Linked DNA regions of Mus musculus: region 2 is linked to region 1. The links are chromatin contacts, called in public promoter capture Hi-C maps. All regions are on one chromosome and are shown on one strand. Each heading gives the region's core, a stretch centred on a gene start, on an enhancer-like site or on the middle of the called end of the contact. The rest is flanking DNA. Distances are from core to core; before and after follow the strand shown. Region 1 holds the start of Rbm24 (RNA binding motif protein 24). Region 2 holds the start of Dek (DEK proto-oncogene (DNA binding)).

What was found. Promoter capture Hi-C pulls out the DNA fragments that hold promoters and counts their contacts.
Region 2: a promoter capture Hi-C map of pre-B cells shows a contact between it and region 1, with 4 times the contacts expected there. The contact joins the promoter of Dek here to the promoter of Rbm24 in region 1. A contact is called at or near these places in 2 of 39 promoter capture datasets (the HPC-7 cell line and pre-B cells).

Annotation. Positions count from the first base shown.
Region 1 is chr13:46,414,389-46,420,204 of GRCm38.p6, forward strand. It overlaps Rbm24 (RNA binding motif protein 24), which reads left to right and starts at 3,912. Exons shown (of 4, transcript NM_001081425.1): 1 at 3,912-4,810. The coding sequence starts at 4,643.
Region 2 is chr13:47,104,913-47,110,840 of GRCm38.p6, forward strand. Dek (DEK proto-oncogene (DNA binding)) reads right to left here and starts at 1,309. Exons shown (of 11, transcript NM_025900.2): 1 at 1,161-1,309; 2 at 660-825. The coding sequence starts at 816.

The DNA of each region.
Region 1 (5,816 bases), core at 2,662-5,161:
TATTTCCAAATTACCCAAAGAGGCTTACCTCAAAAAATGCTAAGTAACTGGCTTAAACATTCCACAAGCAGTGAGTTCTCTCCAGAATATATTAGTTCATATCAAGCATGGGACAGGGGTTATATATCTTAAAGAGAGGATTTTCAGTAAATATTTAGTGTGTGTGTGTGTTTTCCAGGGTATGGATGAACATGTGCACATGGAGGTTGACCTCCTAGCCTTTAACTCACCTTGGTTTTGTTTCCTTTTCAGGGTCTCTCTCTGGCTTGAAACTCACAAACTAGACTAGGCTAGCCCCCTAGTAGTCACCACCTCCCAAATGCTGGGATGGATCAAAACTTAGCTCTATACACCTAGCTTCTGCACACGACTCTACAGGTGAGACATAGGTCCTCCTGCTTGCGAGGTAAACCCTCTACAGATTGAGCTAATCACTCCAGACCCCCATTGTCAGGAGATTATCTCTTTAGTACTGTAAGGTTCAGCACATGGTTTTGAGGACCTGAAGCAAGAGCAAGAGAGTGTCCCGACACTGGGGTAGATTTTCTAAATCCAGGAAGAAATGATGTTTCTCAACCTTCATGAAATGTTACACTTTTTTTTTCCCTCTTCAAAATTCTCCTAAACTTGTGTAAGCCTGGAGTTGCCATTCATGATGAATTAAAAAGGAAGAAGAGGTGAGGAAAGAGAAAAAAAATAGATAAAATGGGTGTTCAACCATTGTGGTTTGGTTCTGGCCTTTAACAGATAAAGATTTTGAACATGGAAGGTGATTTACTGTAAGTAGCTTACTGTAATAAAATGGTATCAATTCTGCCAAGGAGTGGTAACCAAGGACTCGGGCCATCCATGTGCGCTAACTTGGATATGGCAAGCTTGGAACTTATTTCTAACTTGTACAGTATTTTTTACTTTTTCTCTTCAAAGAAGCACACAAGGCATGCAGGTATCCACATCTCTTCTGCCAAAAGCAGCCGGAAAGAGAAAAGATTCTTCACGTACTGTTATTGCAAGCCTGAATCTGTGATGGGCCTTTGTACAGAAATATTTGGTACTTAATAATCTTGAAGTCTGGATTCAGATCCATCTCACAGCCCCGGAGGGATACATGGTTTAATGGCACAGGTTCATAAAGCCACCGAGAGTGGATCTGGCCTTTGGTCCTGTGTTTCCCTTTGTGTAGACGTGAAATCAAATCCACAGCACGCAAGGAGCACGCTGAGCGATGTCCTCTCCTGATGTGGATTTAGAAAATAAATAATCACCAATCTCTGCCCTCATCTCAGCAGCTCATGCCAGTTAACCAGGAATGCCTTGATTATTTGTGGGATTTTCAAAAATGTCCCAATGACCAGGTATATCATCTTGTTCAAAATGAAATAATTTCAGACGAAAGTGTCAAATATTTTCTAAAGTCACTCCAGTGGGATCTCAGGGGACTTAAGGGAGTACATTTATCTGTGTTATTTTCTCTAGAATGATGACATACAAGTCTTCTCCCCCCCTTCACTGTCCCCCCACGTGTGTATGTGTGTGTGTGTGTGTGTGTGTGTGTGTGTGTGTGTGTGTGTACAGAGACCAGAAGCTGGCCAAGATGTGCCAGCACAGTTAGCATTCGTGGCGATACAGGGATTTGAACTCAGGTCCTAGCACTTGCACACCAAGCATTTTTCCCACTAAGCTGCTTCCTCAGTCCTCGAAGTAAAGAGTGTATTTCTTCCCGAAGGCTGAGCTCTAGGATAGTCTATCCCGTTGTGGGGGTAAAACCTTCCTCTTAGCTCTCTCCACTTTGCCTAGAGACCACCATCCAAATGCCTGGCTGCACTCCCAGATACTCTCTTTGCCTGCAGGCTGGGTTGGCTTCTTACCCATGTAGGAAGACAAGTCATCCAATGGCACACAGTGTCTGGGACTTCTTAGTAGACAAAAAGCCTCCCCTCTCAGAGGCTTTTGCCCGCCTGCGCTTCAGTGAAGTACTATAATTGTGAAATGACACCGTAAGATGAATATTAAATACTCGAAAGCATACGTCTTCTGTGTCAGGGTCTGCTTTCTTACTTTTAAAAATTATCTTTTGTCCTTCGAGCACAGAGTCCCTTCTGAACTAGTACTTCACTTAAACAGCGACAAAGATTTATATTTTCACACTGGGGCCGGCGTCTACAACAGTGGTTCTCAACCTGTGGGTCGTGACCTTCCAAGACCATTGGAAAACACAGATAGTTTGTTACTATTCATAACAGTGGTAAAATTACAGTTAAGAAGTCGCAACAAAAATAGTTTAGTGGTTGGAGGATCACCACAACACGAGGAACTGTATTAAAGAGTCAACACTTCGTATAAAATACTTACATTATATAAACTGCTTAATTTTTCTCCCCAGGATTAACCACAGCGAGATTTCTTAGTTTTCCTTTTCTCTCACTGAGGATTCAAACTGACCCCGATAACCTCGGGCAGCCTCCTGTGGAAATCAGCAAGATGAATTGAAGATTTCCTACCAGAATATTTGCTAGTAATTCTCATTCACCTTTGCACACACCACATTCTTCATTGGCTGGGGTTGACAGCTAAGGTGCCCTGGAAAGTAACTGGGGTATGTCTGTGGGGCTCTATCGGTTAATACACTGACCTGTTTAAAAGGAAATAAAAGATGTAGCTCAGGGGCAACTAGTGTTGGGACTACACTGGCCTCTCGGAGCAAAACCCGCTTGTGCAGTGAGGGCAGAGAGTGAAATGTTCTGCTTACATTAAATACTTTCATCGGGGGCCTGGGGATGTAGCTCAGTCGGCAGAGTGCTTGCCTGGCAGGAAGGAAGCCCTGTGCTCCTTCCCAAAGCTTCCCATAAACCCAGAGAAGGGGCACATGCCCGCAGTCCCAGCATTCAGGACTCTGAGACAGAAGAATCAGAAGTTCAAATTCAAAGTAATCTTTATGATACACCGGAAGTTCAAGGACAGCCTGGGATACACAATACCCTGTCTCAAAATAAGGGGGAGGGGTATTTTAATCTAAACCTTAAATATGATGGGCTGATTTCAAAGCGTCATTAATTTAAAGCCCTATTGAGCATAAGAACTGCCAACGAGCTGGCTTAAATTAATAAACATATACTACGTTTAGTGTATTCTATCTATGCTTCCAGAATTGCTGGTAGAAATCCATCGTTATGTAACAGCCCCCACCCTTTTAAAAGAAATCATACTTTTTACAATTATATCCGGATAAATAAATGAGGTCAATTCACTAACCGTTCTGCAATTCAAATAGAAGGAAATAGATTCTTTGCTTAGTGGGGAAAAAAAAAGGCGGAGGTGGGAGCGACTTGTGTTGAGACAGACATTGTACCCATCTTCCTGAATAACTAAGTTAGGCAGGAAGCACAAATTTGATGATCGTGGGAGGTACAGTACTAATTCATGGTCCTCTGCAGTAGTCAGCAGGGCCAGATGAATACAGACACCCTTTGCTAGCTGTGAGCCATTAAAGCCAAAGTTTTTCTCAAGCATTCCCAAATGCTAGGGGCTATTATTATTATTCACCCCACCACATAACATCCCTGGGGCTCTTCCTCTTGGTTACCCACAGCACCAGCTTTTGGGGGCTAAGAAAACTTGAGAGTTCTTCTCACGGTTCAGACGCTAGAGACAGATCTCCTTGGTCCCAGGTGTTTGGGAGGGGACTGGCCTCTGTACAAACCACCCCAGGCCCCGGGGGACTCTCAAGTCAACTGGTCGTGCCAGCGAGGCCTAGCAAGAAGCTAGCGTGGTCTGCTTCGGAGCGTCAATCAGCTCACTCTGGGTCCCTGCGGGAATCGCCAGGGGTCTTTGCGACTTTGACCAGTAGGAGCAGGCAACAACAGAGCCAGGCCGCCTCCAGCCGTTTCCAACTCTGCCCCAGCAACAGCGCCAGAGCCCCAGCCAGGCGACCCAGCGCCCGCGCGCGGGGAGAGAAGCAGCTGTTCCCAACAGCTGGGGGGCGGCGGCGCCGGGCGCCCCAGGTGCTGTCCCGGCCAATCGCAGGCGTCCGGCCCGCCCCCTCCCCAGCCGGGCGTCGACCCCCAGGGCCGCTGGGGAAAAAGGAATAGAGGGTTGGAGAGCGGTCCTCCGTCCGCACTGGTGTGGCAGCTACTAAGCAGAAGGGACGGTTCCCAGACCGAGCCGGGCCCAGCACCGCGCCCCCAGCTGCCACCTCCGCGCCCCCGGGACACGGTAGCCTCTGAGCCAACCCCCATCCCACTAAGCCACTCGATTTTTTGAGAAAGAACCATCTACCTCTTCTGGACTTGGAGACCACCACCCTCTCTGCATTTAAGAAAAAAAATATTTTTATTTTATTTTTACTTTCACGCGGCGTGAGTGCAAAAGGCTCCCACAGTCCGCGGCTACGGAGCTGGTTACCCGGACGATCCGGAAGGTCTGGACAGTGACCGGACGCGGGGACTGGAGCAGAGCGCCTGGGCGAGTGTCGGGGACAGTGGGCCACTTGGGAAGCCGCGCGCCCAGCGCCCACGCCGCCCCCTCGCCCCCGCGCGCGCCCTCGGCCCCCGGCGGCCGCCGCGCGCTGCGGGAGACGCGGAGCCCGAGGACCAGGCGCAGCCGCAGCCGCAGCCGGAGCCCGAGCCGCGGGGCGGGCGCGAAGATGCACACCACCCAGAAGGACACGACGTACACCAAGATCTTCGTGGGAGGGCTGCCCTACCACACCACCGACGCCAGCCTGCGCAAGTACTTTGAGGTCTTCGGAGACATCGAGGAAGCGGTGGTCATCACAGACCGGCAGACCGGCAAGTCCCGGGGCTACGGATTTGTAAGTTACGTGGAAGAAGGACTCAGGGTGGGTGGGGAGCAACTAAGAGAGGTCCTGGCCAAAGCGATCAGGCCAGCAGGGAGCAAGTGGCCCCAGGCCCTGGGGAGGCAGAGATTAGGATAAGGGGCACAGTGGGACCTCGCGGGACGCCCGTTCACTCGGAGCTAAGCTGAAACTTTAAGTGCGATGGGGCTTGGAGAAACGAAGGGCCGTGGCTGCCTCGTGGGGTACAGAGAGGACCTGAGGCCATGCTCTTTCGGTGGCCCCGAGAGCCTGGGAAGGAGAGATGGGAGATGTGGAGAGTTGGGAGGGAGGAAGCAGAGCCCCTCACTGTGGATTCCCAGGTTGGAGGCTGGTTGTTAAGTGAGCTGGTGCTTTGTTTAAAAAAGAAAAAAAAAAAAAAACAGTGTGTGTGTGTGTGTGTGTGTGTGTGTGTGTGTGTGTGTGTGTTGTTTAGGCCCAGGGAGGGCTAGAGCTAACACACACACACACACACACACACACACACACACACACACACTCACACACACACACATACACACACACACACTTTACATCACTATCTTTTAAATTGCAAAGGTAGATTCTAAAAGGAAAAGAAAAAGCTGCACCTCTGGGTGTTTGCCTAACTGAAACAGCACATTAAGCTTCCTGGAGATTTAAAGGGGCGAATTCAGCAGCCCAAAGAGCTGAGAGCCCAGGAGCAGGGCAATCGCTATTGTCGCTGGGGAGTAACCAGCTGGTTTGGGGCTGGACTTTGTTTAAAGCCCACAGTACCTCTGGGGCCCCGGTGGGAATGTAAAAGGTAAATCTCCGCGCGAATTCAGAATGGTGGCTCCCAATCTCTGTTAGGCCCCACATTAGCACCCTTAGGACTTTGGGTGGGGGGCGGGGGAGATCCTTCCTTCCTTTCTTCTTTCTGCTTTTTTTTTTTTTTTTTAAGGCAGAGAATGGAGAGTTAATGTTCCCAACCCCTCCCAAATAAGAAAAGAAAGCCAGCCAGCTC
Region 2 (5,928 bases), core at 59-2,558, 690 kb after region 1:
CGGGTAGACTGATGCATGCACTCTGACTGACACAATGCTTCTTCGCCCCGCTCTGCCTCTACTCAAATGAGGCTTCTTACCACCCTCCTTGGGTCAGAATCAGTCCCCAAAACCGAGAGAGCTGCGGGCTCCCGTTCTAACTTTCAGTTCAGTTTTCTCATTTTTAAACTACTTTCTCCAACAGCAACAACTTTCACGGCAAAGAAAAGCACTCCCACAAGAACCCTTATGGGGGAGGGGCGGGGGAGGGAATCAGCAGCTACACACAGCCGAGAATATGGAAATGAAAACATTTCCAGGATTTGCAAGAATGCCTTGCAGTGTTGTTTCGTTACGGAACCTCGGGGTAACTTCAAAAAGCGGATCTCAGACTTACAAACTCCCTAAACGAACGACGAAGTGTTCTGAAGGCGCATCGGGAAAAGGCTCTTGCTACACTTGCACCGAAACCTTGGCAAATACTCAAAAAAAAAAAAAAAAATCCAGATTCTCTGCCACTGATTGTTAGCATTCGCGTGAAATCCACCACTCCGACTTGACGCCTCTAAGCGTTAAAATGCAAGATAACTGTTTCCCAAAAGGAGCGAGGGAAGGGGAAACTTTTGATGTGGGAAAAAAAAAAATCCACCCGTGAGGGATGCGTATCCCTGCCCACCCACCTTTTTCTTCCTCCTCGTCCTCTTCATCATCGTCTTCGTCATCCTCCTCCTCCTCCTCACTCTCTTCCCTGGGACCCGGCATCTCGGGTTCCTTCTCGGATGAGGGCGGCACGGGGGCGTCCTCTCCCTCCGCAGCGGGGGCCGCCGCCGCCGACATGCTGGGGGCCTGCGGGCGGGGAGGAAGCCGCACGCTTCGGTTCTCTCGCTCGCGCGGGCATGGAGCGTGCCGAGCGCCCAGCGTCAGCTCCCCTCCAAGTCGCCTACCCTGGGTCTGTCACTCGGCCCGCCTCCCCGGGGATGCCCGAGGCGGGAAACCGCACCGCCCTCTCAGCCGCCCGCGCGCGCTCCCGCCCGGCCTGCGCCGCCCCGGGCCGGCTCGGGCCCGGCCAGTGTGGCCCAGGCGAGCCGAGCCTTGCGAGTCCCCTCCCCCGCGGCGGGCCTCAGTGCTTCTGGCCGCGTCCCCTCCCCGCTGCCCCGGCGCCTCCCCGCCGCCGTCCTCACCGCGGGTGCGCACGAGAAGGCCGCCGCTGTGTAGAAGTCGCGCGGGGCCGAGGTCCTCGCGCCGCGCGCTCGCTCTCTCTCGCGCTCTCTCTCTCCCCGCTCCTCAGAATCAACAAGATTTTCAAAATGGCGGTTCGGGAAGCAGAGCGGGAAGGCGCCGGCCAATCAGCGCGCGGCGCTGGGAGTTGGCGCGCGCGGGAGGGCGGGCGGGAGGCGGGGCGGCGGCGTCTCTCGCGGGCTGCCCGGGCGGGGTCTCGGGGGGTCTGCGGTCCGCGGGAGGACCCGGGTCGCGGCGTCCGGCGGGTGGCTGGGTGGGTGCACGGGGTGGCGGGCGGGCGCGAGCCGGGGCCTCCGCGCTGAACGGTTGGACGCTAGGGGGCCTGCGAGCTTCCAGCCTCCCGATCCCGGGAGAAAAATGACCGGCCGTCCTGGGCCGCGGAGCCGGGGAGCGTCTGGAGGTGACGAAGTTGAGGGATCCGCCGAAGTCTTTCTCGACTCGACTTCACGCGGCGATCACCCCGCGGACGGGGTTGATTCGGAGCCACCACGTTTGTTTCCGAGGGGTCGTTCGAGATGAAGGCTTCCAAATGAGACCTACTTGCGAGGCTTCCCGTCGCCGGTACGCTGCACCGTGACAGGGACCCACCACGTTAAGTGCTCACACCACCAGCGACATAAATAGGTTTCAAACCGGTGAATGTTAGACAGATTCACCCTCTTCCTTTCTCTAGCCCCCTTGGTCTCCCCTATAATGCAGATACGGTATTTGTCCAGCCACACTCTCCTGTCAAGAATTCTAGGCAAGCCCTCTGATACCTTTTAGAGTCCACAGTTTAAAAGCAACATTTCCTTACGTGCTCTCCTATGTGATTGTCTTCATTTTTTCCCTACCCTGAGAATAATCTCCCTCCCTCCCTTTTTTTTATCCAGTCAACCTGGTGGAAATATGATTGGTTTCATTTGCCATAATAGTCTCCAAGTTGAGGGACAAAAGTTAGACTTTATTTTCTTCTGTGCCCCTTTTGTAAACATACGCAAAGTCCTGCTATTTTTGCTTTCAGATCTTAAGCCATCTCCCATTCTACTGATTCTGCTCACCTTTCTTTGTTTTTTAGTTTGGGTTGCAACAGAGCCCTTTCCAAGGGCTACTCTCTCTGCCTTTTCCCACTAATCACACCTCAGCCAAAGCTATTTTATTTAGTTTGATCTTCTGCTTATAAGCCTCAGATGGTCCCATCATAACTTGGAATAACCTCCAAATTTCCATATCACAACGTGTAAGATGCTACTTAACTGGCTGCTGACCCTCTGTCTGATGGCTCCCTGACACAGTTGGCCTGTCAGTCACACATGCCTTCCCTCATGTTCCTGCACATGGCTGTCATTCACACTATCTAGGATTTACTCTTCCACTGCCAGGGCTGCTCCTTCCTATTGTCATCAATGAACTCGGTCCTTCCCATCACTTATCTCTGGTCAAGTATTTCTCTTACCTCCAGGCCATCACTGTTTTGATACCATTCTCATCCGTTCCTTTATAAGTACCGAATCCTCTGTCCATCATAACAGGCCTGCCATCTTGAAGACGAGACTGTAGTTGAGACATTAAGCAAAAATACATAGATTGTGTGGTAGTGATGCAGCAGTCACAGGGGGATCTGGAGTACCAGCAGGGGGGCTTTCCTTTTAAAAGGTCAGTGATTAAAGGAATGAGAGCGGAGAGAGACATGGTATGCTCTAAAGGATTATCTAAGCTGGGCAGTGGTGGCGCACACCTTTAATCCCAGCACGTGGGAGGCAGAAGCAGGTGGATTTCTGAATTTGAGGCCAGCCTGGTCTACAGAGTGAGTTCCAGGACAGCCAGGACTACACAGAAAAACTCTGTCTCGAAAAGCCAAAACAAAACAAAAAAACAAAACCAAAAGGATTATCTACATTACTGGACATGGGAAATAAGGGATAAGAGGATGAGAGTGAAGAGACGACATATTGGGAGAAGGAAGATTTTAGAGATGTTAGGATTGAGATTTATGATCACCAAAGTGAAAATTACAAATAAGCTGTCTTAGGGTTTTACAGCTGAGAACAGACACCATGACCTAAGGCAAGTCTTACAAGGACAATAATTGAGGCTGGCTCACAGGTTCATAGGTTCAGTCCATTATCATCAAGGTGGGAGCATGGCAGCATCCAGGCAGGCATGGTGCAGGAGGAGCTGAGAGTTCAGATGAGAGTACATCTTCATCTGAAGGCTTCTAGTGGAAGATTGGCTTCCAGGCAGCTAGGATGAGGGTCTTCAAGCCCATACCCAGTGACACCCATATTCAACAAGGCCACACCTAATAGTACCACCCCCTGGGCCAAACATATATAAGCCATAACATAGGCAGATGGACATGAATGTCTAGAGTTTAGAGGAAGAAGCAAGCAGGAGCTCACAATACAAACTTAGCCACTGTCAACATGTGGTTGGCATACAGAGCCCCAGCACTGAATGATGTCACTTATAGGATGAACAAAGGTAGCGATAGAAATTAAGTAGCAAGGAGAGATAGTCTCAAGACTGAACCTCTGAATACTACAGGCTTATGAGTTCAAAAGAGGAAGGCAAGCCAGCTAAGAAGCTGTAGATCAACAGTAGCCAGTGGTAGAGGAGAATCAGAGCTGTGTCCCAGAAGCCAAATGACTTCTTCACTAATAGTGCCTTCCAAAGAGTGTGACCAACTGGGGGAGATGTGAATGAAGAATTGAGCATTGAGTAGAACCGTATTCTCCATGACTGGAAAGAACTGCCTCTGTTAGGTAGTAGGTGTGAAGGTGCTAGGAGTGGGGCTAAAAGGTGAATTCAGACCCTCTCCAGGAATTTGGCTTTACATTGAGTATAAGAAAGCAATAGTTCAAAGGGACCCTCCTTTTGAAGGAAGAAGATATTACTGTTTTATGATGGCAGTGACTTGGGAAATCAAAAAAAGGAAGGGAGGGACAGCAGCTGGAACCACTGTATCGGGCTTGTCAGGTTGGGCTCTCTATGAGCAGAGGCAGAAACAGAATTTAGAGCACTAAATATTTTTTTAAAGGGGTCAAGACCTGTGAGAGGAAGAAGGACGCAAGCAGAGGAGGAATGAAGCTGGTCCCACAGTCCGTCAGCCAGCCCTGGCGCTGTGGAGTGAGCACTGCTCTTCAGAGGTCCCGAGTGAGTGCCTGCCTGCAAAGTGTATGCAAAGTCTTTGCATACAGGCTGCCCCAGGAAGGGCATCATTTTGGGGTGGGTCAGGAGGGGGGGATGACAACAACTTTGACACATTCTGAAGGAGGTGACAGATGGAGGCCATCTACTGACCACTGCTGTACAGCTGTACAGCTGGGGAAGGATCTAAGTGGCACCACCCCAACCCTGCCCATGGGAGATAAGAGGACATAGGACCTAATACACAAGTGAAAGAGTTGATACATACGTCTTAGTCTGTGTTCTGTTAAGTGCCTGGGACTGAGCAATTGGTAAACAATAGAAGTTTACTTACTTTATGGTTCTGGAGGCTGAAGAGTCCAAGAGCATGGTGCCAGCCATCAAGTGCTGCTGTGTCATGTGGGGACAGAGAGAGAGAAAGAGAGAGAGAGAGAGAGCGCACAAGCGCAGGTACACTAGGGTCATATCTCTCTTAAAGCCTTCTCTAATTCTTTTTTTTTTAAGATTTATTTATTTATTATATGTAAGTACACTGTAGCTGTCTTCCATCACTCCAGAAGAGGGCATCAGATTTCATTACAGATGGTTATGAGCCACCATGTGGTTGCTGGGATTTGAACTTGGGACCTCCATAGGAGCAGTCGGCGCTCTTAACCACTGAGCCATCTCGCCAGCTCCCAGCCTTCTCTAATTCTAATACATGTATTTCATGAACCATTCTAACACACGAAATTTGGGCAACACATTCAAACCATAATAGCATCAGGATGGAAGCTATGCATGCACCCAAATTCGGGGTGGCAGGCCAAATGAAAGTTTTAGAAGTTGTGGTTCCTGGATCTTAATTTAAGTATGCAGTTGCTGATATTGAGTTCAAGAGAAGGCCGCTGGAGGTTTGAGGAGCCTGGAAATTCAACTAGTGTTGTCGGCGAGTGGGAGATGATAGGTTTAAGCAGGTAGCACTGCAGACAGCTACAAGGACCCATTGAGATTAGTGGTTGTGAAATCAGTAACTTCAGCTGTGTTGGTACAAAGATGGCATGAAGGGAGGGAGAGAGGGGCAGAGAACACCTTTAACTCGGTTGGAATTTTCCTAAGCAAAGAGGGAGCTACAGCAGAAGGGCAAAGCTTGATTGGGTTGAGAATTCGCACGGACAGTGAGTGATAGACTGTAGACTCTGGGTAAGAAGGGAAGTGACACTCTTTGCTTTACTGTTTGAATGTATATTACCTTCGTGTATATCATGAACCATATAATACAGTGTCAATTTTTACTTTAAATGCTCATTTGAGAGAAATTATTTCAATTAAATAAAATACATTCTTTTATATTTATCAACACACACACACACACAAAAGGGAAGTGAGAACAGAGCGTGGACTTAGAGGAGCGCAGGATTATTGAGTCGATCTTTGCTTTTTGTCATGATCTGCAAATTTTCAGCACCTGCAAATGTCTGTCTTCCCTTTAAACAGTAGCTCCCAGATACTGCAGCTTTTCTTTGCCTTATTCATCATCACTCTCCTTAGCACAAAAGGCCTTGCTTGCCTTGGTAGGTCTATTTTGCCTAATGAATGAAT